Linked DNA regions of Sus scrofa: all the other regions are linked to region 1. The links are chromatin contacts, called in public HiChIP or PLAC-seq maps. All regions are on one chromosome and are shown on one strand. Each heading gives the region's core, a stretch centred on a gene start, on an enhancer-like site or on the middle of the called end of the contact. The rest is flanking DNA. Distances are from core to core; before and after follow the strand shown.

Region 1 (2,776 bases), core at 222-2,721:
CCCCACCCCTGCCATGTGTCAAAAGGGGGAGGGAGGAGGAAGGACCTGCATCGCCGGAGCCCCTCCCACTTTCCATAGCTCTGTCCATCCCTCAGCCTCCACAAGGCCACACTGGGGAATGAGACTGGCTGGTGGGGAGGAGAGTTGAAGCAGCAGTCCCCCTTCTAAGCGCGCATGCTCCCTATATCCCCATCTGGTCAGCCTGGATGCTGAAAATCTAAGTCCGCCCCATACAAAAAACAAAAGCTTCTCGTTTCCATTATAGAAAACCCCAGAGACCTGGGCTGCTTCGCTTGCCTTCTCCCTCGGCCAACGTGGCCAAGGCACCGGCTGGGGGCAACGAGAGCTGTCTCGGCCAAGGGAGAAAGGTCCAAGTCCTTGGCCTGGGCCCTCGCTGCGGCCACACGCTGGGGAGCAGCCCAGAGAGCCTGGCGCCCGCGGAAGCCCCCCTGCCTGCCAGGAGCCGAGCCAGATGGGGAGGCTTTGGCTCCTGGCTTCCGCCCCAGTATGCAGGCCCTCTGACCTGTCCCCCTGGGACCTCGTGGCCTGTCCATCCGAGGTGACCCTTCCCCACAGAAGCCCAGACCTCTGACCCTTATTAAAAACAAACAAAATCTGGAGAGAAAAAATATCCTGCACAAACAGTCTCAGAGACCATCTCACGTCCCCTCCCTCCCCCAACACACACACACACACACACACACACACACACCCAGCCTCAGACGTGCAAGGCTGCGGCCAGTCTTTCACATAAACAAGTTGTTGCGGAGTGGCTTTTGTTTATGAAACATTTAGGTTTTCCCTTAACTTTTTTTGGCGGGGTGGGGGGCCCGAAGGGTGCGGGGAGTGGATTGTTTCATAGTTTTCTGGTGAACAGGGAGTGGAGAGGGAGCCCTGGGTTTGGCAGGATTTCATTTCTCCCTCTGTGCTGTCTGCCGGTCAGAATCTGGGGAAGGTGATGCGAGGGGAAAGGGACCAGACAACACAAGAGGGGGTGGGGGGACCTCTGCGCATCACCTGGAAGAAGGCCCCCCCTCCCACCCCAAAGGGGAGGCCAAGCTCAGAATGGGCTTCGGGCGGCCAAGGTCAGCCCCGGGGCCTGGTTAGACCGTCCCAGGCCGGGCCTTCAGGAGAGCAGAGCCGGCCTCCCGCGTTCCCTCGGCGTCTCGGACGCGACCCAGTGCCTGGCGCTCGGAAAACCTTTGGGATCGGGGCAGATATATCCCTGCCCCCTCGCTCCACGCCTTAGACGCCAGGAAACCGAAGAAGCCGCCAGGAACAAAGGCGGGGCTGCTTTACAAAGGCAAATAACAAACACGTTTACTTTTTTTTTTTTTCCACGTAAGCGGGTGGCCAGGCAACTTTGGGGTCCAGGCGGCGCCGGGGCTGTAAGAATTGCCCCCGCGTCCGCCGCGCCGGGCCGGCCCAGGGCGCATGCGCGGGCCGGGGCGCAGGAGGCCGCGGCCGCCCGCGCAGCCTCGCTCGGGCCGGTCTCCGTGGCAACGGGCTCGCGGGGGGAGGGGCCGGGCGCGCGGGCCGCGGCGGCTGCTATTTCTGCCGCTTCCTGTTCCTCGCGGCCACGTCGCCATGGCAACGGTGTTACTCACCGCGGCCGCTTCCCGGCTCGGCTGGCGCGCGTGACCCCGGCCTCCCGCGCCCCCTCGTCTCTCACTTGCTGTGCTCTCGCTCTCCCCCCCGGCGTCCTCCTCCTCCGGCACCGGGCCCCCTCCCGCGCGCCCCGGTGCCCCCGCTTTCCCCTCCTTCCCGGCCCGCCCTGCCGGTGCCCGCGGCCCGGGAGGGAGGGAGGGAGATTGATGGGGGACGCTTATTAAAAAACATTGTAACCGTTTCCGTTTTTATTACGTTGACAAGGGAGCGTTATTTACTGTTATTGTTTGCCGAGCCGGCCTCGCCGGAGCGCGGGCGGCCTCCCGGGAGCTCACCTTTTGGGCGGTCCTGGGAAGTCGCGGGTGGGAGCGGGAGGCGAGGGCTGGGCCAAGCCCGGGGGGTGGGGGGGCGAGGCCCTCCAGGCCGCTGGGTTCGCTCCTCGCCCAGTTCCCCCGCGGGGAGCCCGGCCGACCCCCTCGCTGGGAGTGTTTGCGCGAGGAGAGACCGCAGAGGCCCGGTGACTCGTGTTGAAGGAGAAAGGCAACAAAAAAAAGGAACAGATGACTTCATTCTCGGGAAGGCTCCGTCCTACGTGGACCAATTTCCTGGGGACTGTGGTGGAACAGCCCCGCTGCTGCTGCTGGAAGCACCAGAAACTAAACCACATAAAGACCAGAAAATTCTCAGCCTTGCCTGAACCGAGCAAGGACAGGCTGGTGGCGCGTGAGCCCTGGGTGTGAAAGGAGGAGGGTCGAATTTCTGCACCCGCGTTGGGGCTTGGCTTCTGACAAACCTCCCCACCTGGACTCCTGACCCCTGAGAGGGTAAGCACCTGCCCCAAGGTCACACAGCCAGTTTGCATCCGCTCAAACATCTGCAGAGACAAAAGCAGTAGAGGCCAGGGAACGGAGCCAGTGGTTGGACTCGCGGCCTTGGAAGAGGGAGAGGCTCAGCTGGAGGCCCGGCGAGGGGAGATTAACTCGGCAGGTATAAACCCTGGCTGGTCGGACGCCTGCTTATCCCAGCGGAGCCCTCAACTGGAGGGTTTGCAGCGGGTGTGTCCGCGGGGATCAGAGGGACCTGAAGGACGCCCCACCTTCGAGCCTCTGCTGGGATGCCAATCTCATCCTGCAAATTCAAGTTTGCAGTTCCGTCCCTAACTTAACTC
Region 2 (2,881 bases), core at 105-2,604, 150 kb before region 1:
TTGGTCTTGCACACGGTCCTGAAACGAGGCCGCCCGAAGGGGTACCAGCTCCTCCTGCCTTCGGCATCGTACCGCACTCGGAGGTGAATGGCCGCTGTGCCAAAGCCCAGGCATGGCCATGGGCGGGGGTGAGGAGAGGCCTTCCCTGACCCACAAATAAACGCACATCCCAGGTGGCTGGGACCTGCTGCCAGGTCTCCCCCTACAAGCCTGTCCAGGTGCTTGGTTTCTGATCTTCAGGGGTCCTGGACCCCAGGGGGAGGGAAGGGGCAGAGTCACAGCTGAGATGAAGCTGAGGGGTGGAGGCAAGGCGTCTTCAAGGGTCAGGCTTGTTCCAGTGAGCCCCTCTTCTGGGAGGTGGGAGACCCTGCCACCCACTTCATACCTGGGACCAAGCCTCTGTCACCCTGGATCAGCCCGAACCTGAAGCAGGCACCGACCTGGGCTGACTCCTCCACCCCAGCCACCATCTTTGACTAGAACCAAAGGCTGCTTGCTGACTACCCCGTGGGGTGAGGGCGTCCAGATTTTGACCCAAGGGACAAACATTTGTCTCACGTTCCCCAGGCCAGGTTCTCACCATCTGGTCTGGAGGGCAAGCATCTGGGTAGGCAAGTGCCAGATGTTTCTCTTCTAGGTGGGGCAGAGGATGGGGGGAGTGCTGTGAGGCGGGCAATGTCTAAGAGTCCTATCAGGAGGTGACCAAAGACAAGGAACTGCCTGGGGTTTATCTGACCGCTGCACGGACCCAGCAGTGCTGCCCCCATTCGCCTGTCTGCCGGGTTTGAACCTGCCACGCACCCGCATTCCAACTGCTGGGCAAAGCTTGAGCCACCACCCCCCCCCCCTTCTCAGCAGCTCTTTGGCTCCAACCCCTCGCCCAGCCCAGGATCGAGGTCTTTATCGCCACCTCCTGGGCAGTGAGGAAACAACCACGGAATCCACATCCAGACAAGGGCCTGAATAGGAAAGGGTGGGATTTGGGCTGGACGGGCCCCCGGGGATGTTAGGGCCAGAACAGGTTGTGGATGGAGGAGGCCTGTTTTGAAGGGGTTCCATGGCTCCAAAACATAAGGCTAAAGATCTACAAACCCTGGGGCAGTGCTACCACACCCCTTCACTAAAGACTGGAGTGGGATTTCAATCCCCTGACTTCCGCGATGCTCCCCGCCGCTCCCGCCCAGTATTTCTATTTCTTAGAGAGCCCGCGGGTACCAGAGGAGGCCTGATTCTACTGCATCTCCTCCCCGTGGCTTTGCACAGCGCCCCCCTCGCCCTCTCTGAGCCTCAGTTTCCCCTGCAGGGCCGCGGGGGACCCCAAGCCGGCCACCGGCTGCAGCGCCGCGCCGCGCCCACGCGGGGGCAGTGTTGGCCTGGCTTTGACGCCGCTCGGCGCGGCCGAAACTTCTCAGCCTCTTGCTAAAGGGTCGGAAACTTTTCCCCTCGCGCTGCGCCGGTGTCTCCCGTCCCGCGCCGCGCCGCCTCCTTCCACCTGCCCGAGGTCAAGGCCGGGCCTCGGGAGTTGGGGGGGAGGGGCTCCCCCGACCCCCAGATTCCCTTTCTCGCTTTTTGTTAAACCAAAAAACTGCTCAACTTGCAACAGAGCCGTCGGCCTCGGGCACTGGAAATTGAGGCCCGCGTGCGACGCGCAGGGGCGGCGGGGTGGGTTGGGTGCGTGGGGTGCCGAGTTCGGGTCCCTAAGATGGGACCTGCCGGGAGGGGTGGAGCTGGGCACTCGGCTGGCGGCCACATGGGGTTCCGCAGCCCGGCTTCTCGGGGACCCCTCCCCTCCCGCTCCCCCCACCGCCCCCCCAGCTTCATTTCTTCCTTCCCGCTCCCGGTTCTCCTCCCCTCTCTTCCCTACGCTCCCTCTTTCCCTCCTCGACAAACATGGATTCTGTGTCAAGAGGACCTTGAGCGGCAGCTTCGAGCCTCACCTCCCACCACTCCCAACAGAATCGGGGACACGAAGGGGCAGCCGCGGACCGCGCCTCGGAGACGCGCCCCGCGCGGGCGCGCGCACCCCCCGCCCCCCCACGACACACACACACACACACACACACACACACACACACGACACAGACATCAGAGAAACACGCAACACACATATATGAACACACGGCGTAAGGATGCTCCACAGACACACGCCCCACAAAGACATGTCCCCGGGTACCACCCCCCCCACACACAGCACTTAGAAACATCATATACTCACGGAGGACCCCCACGCACACCCTCCCACTGTTAGGGTCTCCTAGCGACCCCAGCCCCCACATTCCCAGGTCCACTTGCTAACTTCGAGGCCACATATGCAGCCCCCTCCCCCGCCCTCTGCAGACCTTTCCAACACGCCCCTGCTGCTCCTCTGCAGGCAGAGCTTGCACCTGAACGTGGGGTGACTAAGAAGGGGGGGGTGAGAGGAGTGCTGCAGGGAAGGGATGGACCCTCCCCGGGGTCCCTGGCAGGGTCCTTTTCTCTGGTACATTTCCACTCGGGGCTGGCAGGTGGCCAGTCCTTCCTGGGCTCCAGGGAGCAGCCTGGCTGGAAGGTGGGGGAAGCAGCCGTGGCTGGAGCTGGTGCCAACCTCAGATCCCCCTGAATCTCGGGGAGGGGGGAAAGGCAGGTGTACCCCCCCCACACACACACACTGGTCTCTGCCAGTTCCTGTCTGCCCTTCTCGCTCTGGGCAATAGCTCCCTTGCTATTGCACCCCGCACCCCTGCCCAGGGCTGTGGGTGGACTTGTGCCAAACCAGGGTGGGAGCAGGGTCTAGTTTTGGGGGTGGGGAGAGGGAGGAGTAACTCCCAACCCAGGGCAGAAGCAAGCAGTGGGAGAGGCAGGAAAATCACTGCTCCTTCCCCTGGGCAGTCTGGCCTCTCCA
Region 3 (2,877 bases), core at 66-2,565, 180 kb after region 1:
TTGCGAAGGGTAATTGATTTGCTTCCCCATTTTTTATTAATCAAAGAAAAACCACAGCCAGCCGGGCCTCTGATCTGGGGGACGTGTCCATACCGAGACGATGCCCAACGTTCCTGATGAGGTCACAGAGGCCTCCTTCCTGCTAGGCTTTCTCAAGTGTCCAGAACACTCCTCTACAGCCTGGGAGCCTGAGGTGCCCAATAGGAAGCCTGGGTTCCAAGGACAGGAAGCAGGCTGAGAGCAACACACCAAGGTTATCCTGGAAGTAAAACCCAGGTGCCATTAGAACTGAGGCCCGGGCTTCCTGCCTCTCTCTTCAGATGTGACCAGAGCCCCAGAGCATGTCCCTAGGGTCTCTTGGCCACAGTGCCAGAGCAGAGAAAACCGGAGCAGCAACCCAGTTAAGGCTCATTTTCAACAGGAGAGCTCCAAACACAGCCGTGCCCACCCACCCACCCCACGCAACTCGCTGGGCCCGCGGACCCCCCAACATCTGGCCTGAATCCTCCCTGCTTCTGCCACATCTGGATGGGGGGAGGGTGTGAAAATGACCCTCCCCTATTTCCCAGGGCTGGTTCCTAACAGTTGGAGAGTCTGAGAAGGAGAAGGCTTTTCTTGGATCTCATACAGAAGCTCATTCAGCAAGATTTGCTGAAAGTCTCAGTTTCCCTTCCCAGTAAGTCGGGTGCTGAGCCTCCCCCACCCCCAAGCCACAATCCCCCATCTCGGGCCCGGCTCCTGGAACAGCTCCAGGACAGAACCAGACCAGCTCCTGCTGCAACCCTGCCGCGGAACAAGCCAGGACCTGGAACCAGTGCCCCTGGATTGGGTCCAGGCTCTGCCACTGACCCCCGGTCAAACTTAGGCCAGCCATTCTGCCTAAGAAACAGTCATACATCCATCTGAGATCAAATGAACCTGCCTCATCGTGGTTCCAGGTTCTTCAGATGTCCCCACTCAACTCACCACCTCTCACCCTGGCCTCTTAGCCCCAGGGCCCTCCCTTATGCTGTTGCCTCCAACTGGAACACCTTTCCCTGCTCCTGATCTGGCCAACCCCAGCCCAGCCTGAATATCACCGTCCTCTGGAAGCTTTGCCTGAACCTGGGGCCACTGTACCGCCGCCTGTACCCCTGGGGCACCCTCCCCACGACTCAGATGGGGTCCTCTCATGTCTTAATGATGGCTGAATGTCTGCGATCCCGCCTCATGCCCACTCTGACCCCAAAGGACCAGACACAGCGTTGACAATGCTTGGGCAATGGAGTCTGGAAATGTTTCAATAAGATCACGGGTTTTAAAGCGCGGGATCGGATGCGGCTGGGGGCTGATGTTTGTGAAAAGAGTGGGTGAGTCAGGGATAGGGCAGGCGCCCAGCCACGCCCCTTAAAGGGCTCCTGGAAGAACGCGACCTAGCTATCCAGGGTCCTCGGCGCGTGAGGGTTAATTCAAAGGGCCTTCCGCAGCTGCACACCCCGCGGGGGAATGGGGGATGCACTCCCCCACCAACCGCTAACCCCTAGGGCGCCGGCTGCTCCGTGCACGCATGCTCCAGCGGAGGCGCGCCCGGGGCCGCGGAGCTGAACTACAACTCCCATGATGCCCGACCCCGGGGCGGGCCCGGGAGGAGCGAGCGCCGGCGGCACCGCCCCTCACGGCCTTCTGGGGACTGTAGTTCTCCCCCGCGGTGTGCGGCCTGGGAACTGAGGTGTCTCGGCGGTCTCTATAGGAAGCCTCCGCGGCCCAGGAGCAGGGAGGGGCTGAGGGCTTTGCGGGCTGCCTGGGGGTCACTTCACTCCTGCAGCTGTCTCTGCTGGCGTCTGTTTTTCGTCGCCGTCTTCATCGTTATGGACCCTACCACCACCGTCATCATCATAACAGTTGCTCTATTTCGTGAGCAGCTATTTTGTGCTAGGCCCTGAGCCCTTGGGAAGACAGAGATGAAGACAGACGTGGTCCCCATCTTTGCTGGCCAAGCACGGAGACAGGGGACGTTTAATCGCACAAATAATTATTTGTACTGGGTACAAAAGAGTGTAGCGTGAGGCTAAAACAGCAGAGGGGGTGGGGAAGGTGATAGTGACTATTTTCTGAGCTAAAGACAGATGCAAACAGAGTGTGAACAAATGGACTGGCATCTTTGAAATCCAAGGAGTGAATTTGATGGGTGGACTGGGAAAATCTAGAACCATTCCTGCAAATGCCTTCATTATTCCCAAGGAGAAATTTGCCCAGAGAGGTTCAGGGACTTGCCCGAAGGCACATGGCAAGTCAGAGGCCACTGGTACAAGGATGTAGCCTCAGATGTTAAACTCCCCAAGGACAGGGCCTGGGTCTTATGTGTCTTCTAGACACCCCAACCCCAACAGACAGACAAACAGACACACACACACACACACACACACACACACACACGCAGCTCTCACCCAGCCTTGCACACAGTGGTGTGAGCAAGAGTTCCAGGGACAAAAACATCTCACGCCCAGGGTGCTCCCTCAATGTGACAGAGCCCAGCCCTTGTTCAGCAAAGGTCTTCGCCTGCCTGAGCCTGTTTCCCCATCAATGAAAGAAGGGCACCGTACACTCCCCTCGTAGGATAGTTCTAGCAAAAAAACCAAAGCTGATGGATATGAAACCAGCATTTTACAAGCAGGAGAGGTGCTGATGTGAGTCACTTTCCATGCTGTGCCCCAGTGCAACGCTGTGGGACAGCCAGGAGCCATCTGCGGGCTGGCATTGGGTGCCAAGTGGGGGGACAGCTGCCAGTGCGGGAGGCGCACAAAGGAGAGAGCTGTGAGCCTGAGGCCCTTCTCTGAGGAGGTGGCGTTTAATCTGAGCCCTGAGGACGCCCTCGTCAGGTCTCCAGGGTGAGCATGG

Evidence for each region. HiChIP or PLAC-seq counts read pairs in DNA pulled down with a chosen protein or histone mark.
Region 2: an H3K27ac HiChIP or PLAC-seq map of skeletal muscle shows a contact between it and region 1, with 2.7 times the contacts expected there. The contact joins two enhancer-like sites. A contact is called at or near these places in 4 of 47 Hi-C or Micro-C datasets (embryonic fibroblasts, epiblast stem cells and heart right ventricle) and 2 of 2 datasets of contacts at active chromatin or transcription factors (alveolar macrophages and skeletal muscle).
Region 3: a contact with region 1 is called in an H3K27ac HiChIP or PLAC-seq map of alveolar macrophages. The contact joins two enhancer-like sites. A contact is called at or near these places in 2 of 2 datasets of contacts at active chromatin or transcription factors (alveolar macrophages and skeletal muscle).

The regions. Positions count from the first base shown.
Region 1 is chr1:269,652,821-269,655,596 of Sscrofa11.1, reverse strand. No RefSeq gene overlaps it. Among named protein-coding and RNA genes, the nearest start is that of NTMT1, 170 kb to the left of the region's middle. Within about 2 kb of position 1,471, at least 75 of the 83 cell types and tissues checked have an H3K27ac peak or open chromatin away from gene starts, as enhancers often do. A contact at or near this core is called in alveolar macrophages and skeletal muscle, where this site is marked.
Region 2 is chr1:269,806,269-269,809,149 of Sscrofa11.1, reverse strand. It overlaps C1H9orf50, which reads left to right. Exons shown (of 13, transcript XM_021085475.1): 13 at 1-205. The coding sequence ends at 87. Among named protein-coding and RNA genes, the nearest start is that of NTMT1, 12 kb to the left of the region's middle. Within about 2 kb of position 1,354, at least 39 of the 83 cell types and tissues checked have an H3K27ac peak or open chromatin away from gene starts, as enhancers often do. A contact at or near this core is called in alveolar macrophages and skeletal muscle, where this site is marked.
Region 3 is chr1:269,474,234-269,477,110 of Sscrofa11.1, reverse strand. No RefSeq gene overlaps it. Among named protein-coding and RNA genes, the nearest start is that of IER5L, 20 kb to the right of the region's middle. Within about 2 kb of position 1,315, at least 66 of the 83 cell types and tissues checked have an H3K27ac peak or open chromatin away from gene starts, as enhancers often do. A contact at or near this core is called in alveolar macrophages and skeletal muscle, where this site is marked.